2 separate regions of the Mustela erminea genome follow, and region 1 is linked to region 2. The links are chromatin contacts, called in public Hi-C maps. All regions are on one chromosome and are shown on one strand. Each heading gives the region's core, a stretch centred on a gene start, on an enhancer-like site or on the middle of the called end of the contact. The rest is flanking DNA. Distances are from core to core; before and after follow the strand shown.

The links. Hi-C and Micro-C count contacts between places; a contact is called where the count stands out from the background.
Region 1: a contact with region 2 is called in a Hi-C map of fibroblasts, with 2.8 times the contacts expected there. The contact joins the promoter of AKAP6 here to the promoter of ARHGAP5 in region 2. A contact is called at or near these places in 2 of 3 Hi-C or Micro-C datasets (fibroblasts and spleen).

Annotation. Positions count from the first base shown.
Region 1 is chr5:82,902,487-82,907,272 of mMusErm1.Pri, forward strand. It overlaps AKAP6 (A-kinase anchor protein 6), which reads left to right and starts at 1,258. Exons shown (of 15, transcript XM_032344004.1): 1 at 1,258-1,350.
Region 2 is chr5:82,753,613-82,758,614 of mMusErm1.Pri, forward strand. It overlaps ARHGAP5 (rho GTPase-activating protein 5), which reads left to right and starts at 1,514. Exons shown (of 7, transcript XM_032344000.1): 1 at 1,514-1,618.

The DNA of each region.
Region 1 (4,786 bases), core at 8-2,507, 150 kb after region 2:
GAACATGAAACATGAAGGAATTCTAATGAAGGATGAGGCTGGAAAGGTATATGGAAGCAAGTCATTTAGAATCTCCTCAGCTGGTTAAGACATTTAGACTTCATCCTAAAAGCAGAGTGGAGCCACAGAAGGATTTTTAGTGAGAGGTATCACATGCTTAGCTATACATATTAGAAAGATCACTGGGTATAGCATAAAAAAATGAATTAGAAGTACTTAAGTAGGGACTGGAGAACCAGTTGATAGACATCTCAAATTTGGGAAATGATGACTTTAACTTGTACACTAGGCTAATAGCAGTGAGAGTGGAGAAAAGAGAGGGAACTGACAGTTCTTGAAATTGATTGGATGTGAGGGAACTTGGGTGAGGAGGAGTGAAGAGTGGGAGAGGATTCCAAAGTCTCTGATTTGGGCAATGATAGAAGGTGGTGCCATCAATGAGACAGAGAACAGAGCAAAAGAAAATGGTATGGGAAGGTGATAGAGAAGATGATGAGTTCAATTTTTTACATGTTGAGTCTCATGGGTTTGTGGGAAATCCTAGAGATGTGTAATTGGCAATCAGATGAATGAGTCTGAAGTTGTTTTTTGTTTTTTAAATTTTATTTATTTGAGAGAGAGTGAGCATGCGTGAGTGGTAGGGCAGAGGGAGAGGGAGAAGCGACTCTCCGCTGAGCAGGGAGCCTGATACAGGGCTCAATTCCAGGACCCTGAGATCACAACCTGAGCTGAAGATAGACACTTAACCCACTGAGCCACCCAGGTGCCTGGGTCTGAAGTTCTGAAGAGAGATACCAGTTTTGATTTGAGTACAGATTTGATTTGAGTGCATATTTGATTTGATTGAATACAGACTTTGATTTTCAGTACAGATTTGAGAATGATATAGACATGGGAGTAGATGAATTTGTTCAGGGAAATACCAACTTGTAAGGGCTTGATAGAATTAGAAGGGTGCATAAAGAAACCTAACTGTGAGTGGTTAGAGGGATAGGAGGCAAACATAGAGGTGTGTTTAGGGAAAGATAGAATTTAAAGAAAGAAGGAATGGTCCAACTTCTTCACCATTAAGTCATCCAATCTCTAGTTTCCTAATACTTCACCTTACTTTGGTCGATAAATCTTAACTAGGAAAAAAAAAAAAAAAAGCATATCCTACCACTATTGTGTGAATGATATAGCCCAAGGTCATTATTGGTCTGTTTTATTTAAACATACCTAGGCGCTGCTCCCTCTAAGGATTTTACCTATACCAGAGAGAATGAGAAGAAATCCTCTTCACACGCTGTATAGCTGCACTAAAAGTAGCCAGCAGGGAAGCTGACCTATAAATACTATGAGCACATTAAGGTAAGTACATTTTTAAAAAGTTGTGTCTTTTGGCTATAGTCTAATATGATGATTGGTGGAAGTGGAACTGAAGAGTGACAGGGAGATATTAATGGAAGGTAACACGCAGTCCTTTGGCCTTAGAAAGAGGAACGGACTATATCTGTTCCCAGAGGGAAAGTTTGATGAATAATGATCTTGATATACATTTTAAACATTCTGACAGTGATGCAGTGGGTACTGCTTTTGCTCTTTGGATAGCAGATTCTCTTTTGCACTGGTTGGGTCTATTCCTTCAAGGCTGGGTTGTCGGCCACCTAAGGGAAAAATGGCAGAAGCATCACGACTCCTCTGCTCCTATTAGAGGCTGCGGGTGCTATAAAAGGCATGCTGTAAGAAGCTGTAGGTGGGTGATGGAACATCAGGGCCTGCTTTCCCTGCGGAGGAAAGAGAGCAAACCCAGGGTCTCAAGAAGGCGTGCTTTCCCAAAACATCGCAGTCCCCAGCTTGCTGAGTAGGAGCTGATGATTCACATTTAGATGCCCCCCACCCGTACCCTCATCCCGACAACACAAAATTTGAGTCAAGCTTGAACTTTGCTAAGAAAACAGTTTTGCTCTTTTTAGTCTTAGCAGCACCGGCATTTAAAGACCGACTCTGCAGGAAGGCAGAACCTTAGTTACCTTCTCTCCAGGCTGTTGTAGGAATTTCAGACCTCCACTTGCCAAAGCACTTTCATGGAGCTTAGGGTTTTGTTTTGTTTTGTGGTGGGGTGAGAGAATGCCTTTAGCGACTCCCTCCCTTTCTCTCTCTGGTTCTCCACTTTTTTCTCCAAACTGAGGGGTCTGAGTTAGGGGATTCTTGAGGTTCCCTAGGCCTAGTTTGTGTCTCCACCAGTGGGCCCCAACAGCAGACAGCTTGTCTTCAGCCAGGCCCTCAGCTGGCTCTAGAGGCCTACTCTCTATTTGGACAGGCAAGTCATAAGTCAGTCTATAGAAAGGGAGCTTGTTTGGAGTGGGAATACAAAGGGAGAGGCTTTGACATTGAAAAAGCACATACTCCCCTGGGGTCTGGGACAAAGATAAAGAGATCTAGAAATCAGAATGGTTAGATGCTGCCTGGCTTTGCTGGTGCTTTGCCTGACTCCTTGGCCTTCTAAGTTTGGGTTCACCTATGGGAAAGAGGCTCCCAGTTGAGAGGAGGAGTGTCAGAAGCAGACAAACCTGGCTCTGTTCCTTGGCCGATGTGTGACTGAGTTAGTTGTTGGACTTTCTACACCTTATTTTCTTTCTTTCTTCTTTTTTTTTAATTAAATTTATTTATTTTCAGCATTACAGTGTTCATTATTTTTTCACCTCACCCAGTGCTCCGTGCAATCTGTGCCCTCTATAATACTCATCACCTGGTACCCCAACCTCCCACCCCCCCCTCATTTTCTTTATCTGCTAAATGAAGATGTCTTAAGTGTCTGCCATGAAGATTAAATGAGATAACGAATACATAAAACAGCAATAGAGAATCTGGCTTTGTGTGTGGTGTGTGGTGTGTGTGTGTGTGTGGGGGGGGGGTCCTTCTCTTCTCCCTAGTCCTCCTTCTTATTTTTACCTTTGCTCATATTACACCCCCCCCCACCCCTCCCCACCCCCCCCACCCCTCCCCACCCCCCCCCCCCACCCCGCCTTCCTGGATCATTCTTCCTATCTCTCCAAATTCAACTCCCTCGCAGTGCTCAGTGAGGTCTCCCGGCATATTATAGTGCTCTTGGCTTCACATTCTGTTAATGTCCTCTGAGGGCAGGTGTCAAATACTAGTTCTCTTTCTGCGATACCTGGCAAGATGTCAGGTGCATAGAAGAGGGCTACACAACATTTGAATGAATGAATGCAGAAAGTTACAGGGAAAATGAGGGGGCAGTGTGTGCTGTGCTTATGGCCTGAATACTTAACAGCCTGCCAGTTAGGGACTTGGAAACTTTTGGAATTTTTGAATCTCATTCTTCCTCAGTTTTCTCATCTGCATAATAACGGCAGTGGTAAAAGTAGTACCTCTCTTCTAGATTTGTTGTGAAGATTAAATAAGTTAGATTTGAAGAGTGTTTAGATCAGTGCCGACACCTGGTGCTAGGTAAGGACCGCCCCCCATTATTATTTTAAAGAACATGAGTTTAGGATTAGACAGACCTGAGTTCAGAGCCTGCTGTATTGCTTACTAATTGTGTGACCTTGGACAGAGGTTATTCAGTTTCTTTGTGCTCTCATTGCCTTATCTGTAAAACAGGGATAATTCATCTGTCTTATAAATTGTTGTGAAGACGAAGTTGAGATAAGAGCCTAGAACACAGTATGTGCTGGATAACCGGTCGGCTATTAGACGTCTCTTTCAGTCTTCCAGAAGCGAGAGTTTGAAATGACTGTGTGAAAAATCATTGTGGCGGCCCAGGCCCCATTTAGGAAACTGAAAACTGGGCTTTGCCCTGACTGAGAAGGGTTGAGAAAAGAGTAGAAACAAGGGTTTGTGGTTATATTGCAGGAAGGGGCAGGGAAGTTACTTTATGCCAGTTGCTAAGCTGTATCACCAAATTAGGTCATTAAAAATACATTTGGAAGGAGTAAGAGACTTTTGCCTGTGTGAAATTCCAGCACAGGTCCATGCAAGTCACCTGTGTATCTTTGATTATGCAAGGTGTTTCTTATGTTTTGTCCTTACGTAGCCAGCTGTATTGCTGTCATGGTGACGCTGTAGGTGGGAGTGAGCAGAGATGTGCCATCCTCTGCCAGCCAAGCGGGTCTGTGATTCTTTCTGAGAAAGTTTGCCAGCTCAGAACTTGTATAACTGAAGGGGACCACTTGGCCTCTTCTTCTGAAGCCAAGTTGGGACTAAGAGAGTCCTAATTTCTAGGGTTCAGTATATTGATTCTCTTCGAGGATCATGTTTGGTGCTGAGTCATGTTTTAGGCCCCAACAGGATCTGCGTCCACTTACCCTCTGCCAGCACTGAGGGGCTGACTGCTCTCTACCATTCAGGACAGAGGGGTATCTGCGTGGTTTCAGTCAGGGGCCTCACTAGGTCCGTTGGCCTTTTGGGGAGGTGGGGTGGTAGTGGTGGGGAAGCAAAGGAGAGGCAGACAGGGTGGCCTTGACACTAATAACTTCTTTCCCAGGTGTGTTTGCTGTGTTTGAACCACAGGACTGGGGATTTAAGCCTCTCCTCCACCATCTGGACCTGCATTTAGATTTCATGATGCAGCCTTCTCACATCCCTTCTGTCTCTCTGCTGCTGCTTCGTTTGAATTTAATGCTAATAAGTTCTGCAATGCAATAAATTCTTTGGGAAGAGATGTAATATATTTCTACCTCAAATTACAAATTTCTTGTGGCTTCGTTAGCAGTGCCAACAATTGGTTTCAAACAGCAAGATAAAATCACCTACTTTCTTTTTTCATTACCACAAAGTTCTT
Region 2 (5,002 bases), core at 264-2,763:
GAGGGGGAGAAGTGTGGAACAAACTTGTGCTGGAATATTGTGATAGATTTACTGACAAATATTTTCTGATTTTTACCAAAAGGCAGTTTTTGTTTTTCCAATTTACCAACAGACCATAAAGGTACTTCTGGTTGGCAGTAGCTGTATCATTATAACACAAGGAAGCAAACTTGGCTAACTTCAGTACCTTATGTAACATAAGAAATAAAGAGTAACTGGAACTTAAAAGATTTTTCATACATTAACTTTACTGATGATGAACTGTTTTCAAGATAGGAAACAAAGCTTTCCCCAGAGAGAAGTTCTCCCCCAAATTACTTCTTTTAGACTTAACAAATTGGGGTGGATTTATGTTTCTGCTCATTCTTTTATCTACTGGCAACTATTTTAAAACCTCTCTATGAGACAGATTCTGATGACCTTGGGAAAGTCACAAGACTTCAGTTTCTTCAATGGTAAAAAAAGAAAGGTATTTTTTTCTACCGTCCATCTTTTCTTCACCTTTCAATACCAATGCTCGGAAGAGAAATACAACGAAAACCCAGTGTACCCCCAAACTTGAAAAATTTCCATGTCTCAAAAAACACTGAATACACTTAAGGTAGGATAATAAAAGCCTGGTTCCTAAGGTTGGGCTGGTAGTGGTGTGAACCGGGTCTTTGGGGCCACCCTAAGCCCCTAAATCTTGGTATCTCGCTTAACTTCCATAAGAACGGAATAAACCATGGGCCTGTCTGAGTCCGTGCGGTGTGGGCGGAGAAAGGGATTCTAGCTCGTATGGAGTTTTGCCTTCTGGGTGAGCATGGCACCAGGTCCGGGGCGGGTGATGTCTGTAGTTGGCGAGCGATCCCCAGGCGGAAAACTGGCTGCACACGTAGGAGTAGACATGAGAGCATGTCCCCGCGAACAAGCTAGGGCGCATATTTTTCTCCCTTGAATTCTTTAATGCTCTGAGACCGTAGGGGGATTTATCGAGAATCTTTCGGTGCCCGTACGATGTTTTGCAACGGCTAACACAATATCAGGTTCCTTTGCAGTATTGTGGTTTGCTCTCAGTTTCAGCCAGAAACCGGAACAGAAGGAAAGGGAGAAAGCAGGGAAGGTTCGGAGACGACCGCGCTCAGGGCTGCATGGTCTGCAGCTTCTAAAGCGTGGAGGATGGGACGGAGAAGGAGAATACGGAGAAAAGGGAAAGCTGAGGAAAAATACCCACGCCAATGGGTAAAAGGGAAAAGGTGAGAAGGAATAGAGTAGGAGAGGGAACCAATGGGTGGGAGAGGCGGAGGAAGAAGGGGGAGGGGAGAAGCCAATGGGGGAGCCCGGACGCGAGCGAGGACGCGGCCCCGCGCTTGCTCCCCTCCCTCCGGCCCGAGCGCTCGCGCCTTCCCAGGCTCCCCGGAGACGAGGGCAGGGGCGGGCCCAGTCGGGCGCGCGGCGCGGGAGGCGCCGCGAGGTGAGGGCGGCGGGGGCGGGGAATTGTGGGGAGGGCGGTGCGGGTGCGCGGGTGCGCGCTCGCGCGCGCCCCGTCGAGGCTGCGCCGCCGCTCCGCCCCCGGCCGGGTGTGTGGCTGCGCGCGCGCGCGTGCGTTCCGGCGGTGCGCGCCGGGAGAGATGCTGAGGTAAAGTTCGGGAGAGAGGGAGAGAGATCCGTCAGCGCGAGGGAGCCGGAGTGGCCGCCATTACTGAGCCCGGCGCGGCGGCGGGCACAGGGGAAGGGGGGAGGGACGGGGCCGCCGCTGGTGGCGGGAGGGAGGGTGGGAGGGTGGGTTACCCGACTGCGGGAGCTGTAGGGCTTAAGGTTTCGGGGCGTGTGTGTGTTGGGGAGGGCGGGGGGAGGTGGCTGAAGGGACGCGGCGCTTGGTGAGCGCGCCGGGGAAGAGAGGCGAGCAGAGAGTGGAGGAGGAGGAGGCGGCGGCGGCGGGAGCGCTCCCCAGGAATGTCGCTGCCGCCGCCACCGCCGGGGCCGCTGCCGTTGAGGAGGAGACGGAGGAGACCGACGGTGTTAGGTAGGACCTTGCGATCCCCGTTCTTCTGGGCCTGTCCGCTCTCCCCCCTCCCCGACTGGGACCCTCGCGCCACCGGCTGCCCCGCTCGGTAGCCGCCGCCGGTTGTAACCAGTTCAAGGCGCTGGGGCCCCGCAAGCACGGAAGGGAGCCAGGCGCCGAGCTCTGTCCTCGCAGGCCGAGCGGGGAGCGGCTGCCACGGGGGGCGGGGGTACGGTCGGCGTGAAGGGCAGAGAGGCCGGGGGAGGGGGCGCTTTCTCCACAGGTGACGCGGCCGGGGTCGGTGGAGGCCTGGTGGTGGCCGAGGATTGCGCCGGCCCCGCCAGGCGTCCGCTCTCGCCCGCCGCCCTCACTTGCCTTGCTCTCCGATGGTACGAGGGGAGGGAAGGTGGCGGTGTCTGTTGGCTGGGTTGCTGCTGTTAACGAGTTCCACCTGGAAGGGGAGAGGGAGTAGGCGCATATTCGCGGAAACATAATCTTGGTTGCAAACTTAAGCGCCTTTCAAGGGGATCGGCCCTTCCACTTTTTCCCGATCTCCCCCACTTCTCCTTGGGTTCTCTTCACCAATTTCCCATCTGCTGCGAAAGCTCGGGGTAGGGTGTGAGAAGTTGCACTGCGCAACGAAAACGCGGAGTCTTACCAGTTGACTGCGGCTGGGTTAAGGCTTTGATACTGAGTTTTTGTGAGAATAACCTCTAGATTCTCCCTCTGTTTCCACTAAAGAAAAGTATCGGGGTGGGGGTGGGGAATCGCGCGGGAGCGCGCGCGCACTTATCCACACATAAATACTCACTCCCTCACACCCTCCCTCTACAGCGTTATTAGAAATGCAAGTGAGGTGGAGACTGTGGGTGTAGCTGGCGCCGAAAGGTGCTCGGAAGTAAAGGCAAACTATTAGGATGTTTGGTAAAATTCCGGGAAAGTTGTAGGGAGACGCTTATACTTACGCCATATGATAGAAATCCAGTTTTGGCCCATGCTTAATAAGTGGGAGTTTTAAGTGTTTTTAGACCTAGACCAAAATAGGTATACAGATTGTGTGTACACCCATTTTTAAGCTCCTAACGAAAATTTGCTTTTTTCTTTGTTATAGTTAAGCAACTACCTTTTTTTTTTTTTTTTTTTTTTTTTAAGAGTCAAGTGTAAAACGGTGGAGTACGTTGTATTTACTGATCTTTGCCATTGCTGCTTTCTACAGGTGTTGGCGGGGCATGTGGGGGGAAGGGTTTGCGGTCTTCATTTTGAACATCCAAGACCAGTACCCAGTTTCAAAGTATATGGGGACAGGGGAGTTATTTGCATTCGATACAGGAAGTATTTCTCAAAATCTCCTAAAATGTTTCTTGTAGCAAAAATTTGATCCAGATACAACTATTTGGAAAAATACTGAGATATGTTAGTAAAATGTGTTTTGGAGATGTTTTATTGTCAATTCCAGTTTATTTGACTTCAATATGATAAACTTTTTTTTTTTTTTTTTTGACAGAGAGAGCACAAGTAGGCAGAGAGGCTGGAAGAGACAGAGGGTAAGCAGGCTTTCTACTGAGCAGAGAGCCCGATGCGGGGCTATATCCCAGGACCCCGAGACCATGACCTGAGCCGAAGGCAGAGGCTTAACCTGCTGAGCCACCCAGGCGCCCCTTGATAAAACTATTCTTAATGAATAGTTTTAGATATACATACTATATAGGTAATCTACTGGAAAGTTTGCAGACAGTTTCCATTTTAAATTCTTTCTCACTTTTGGCCTTTTCATCCATCCTTTCAGATTGACTCCCATTTCCTATATCTGTAGTAGAGCAGAGGAGATGTGTTAAGTGTTGATCACCAAAAACTTTCATAGCCCTTAGAGCACTGTATGAACAAACATACATGATTGAAAAGCTGGATATAGCTGTGTATTTAACTCTCAAGAATGGTGCTATTGCGCTATCGATCTGATTGACTTAAAGCAGACTTTAGTCAAGAGGACACAGATGACTAGATAACAATTGATTTGGTTGTCCTGTGCAGGCTACATTTTTTTTAACCCTCCTCAGCATGTGGTGTTATTTAACCATTCTTTGTATATGTTCGTTATAAAAGCATTGGGGAATGGGTGGGTTACACTTTGCTGTAAAAAAGACTTGTCACAGAAGTCTGGTATCTCTGTCATTTTTAAGCACCCACCCCATTTAAATTACTGTAGCAATTTTTAAAATGTATTGCAAAATTCATATTTTAAATTCTGTCACATCTCCAAAATGCTTTGAAATCCCTCCACGCACATACACTTTTTTCTGTTTGAAAAGCAGATTTAGTATACTTACTTTTTGGAGAAAATTATTTTGACTTTGAAAGTTAAGTTTTATTTTTTTAAAGAAATAGAATATCGTATCTGCATTCCTTTTTTGGAATTGAAGTTGTGATACAGCTTAGAAAATAGTTTTGTAACTCAGTTTTTTAATACTGAAGGAAAAGTTTTGTCTCAGAATTCTACTAAAGTATTTTCAACATTAGCAGGCCCTAAGGTAAATTTTGCCTTTTAGTATGAAATGGCATAATAAAAACTTTCTGGTGGCTACAGAGTAAGTTTCAAACTATAGTTTCTATACAAATTATTTTACAAACTCGTTCTAGACCTGTAAGACCCATGATTTTTTTCTTTGCACACCAAGAAGTTATGCAGAGAATGTAATTTACCCAAGAAGTGCTGTGTTGTATGGTGTTCTGTTTAGTAATATCTGTGTTCCTAAAAAATGTTTATAAAATACATTTAAAGTACACCAGGGGAGCTTGGTTTTCTATAACAAATGGTGAAGAAACCTTGATAAAGTGACACATCATTTGGGGACTTGAGTAATCAAGCTCCTTATTTGTTTAAATGAAGGCTTTAGTTAATCATTTTCTCAAACCAGGAAAAACTGTATTAGAAATTTTAAAAAATAGTTCGGTGTGAAGGATTTTAAGCATGAACTTTAACTTAATTGGTTTTAAAACTCTGTTACTTGAACCCCTTAT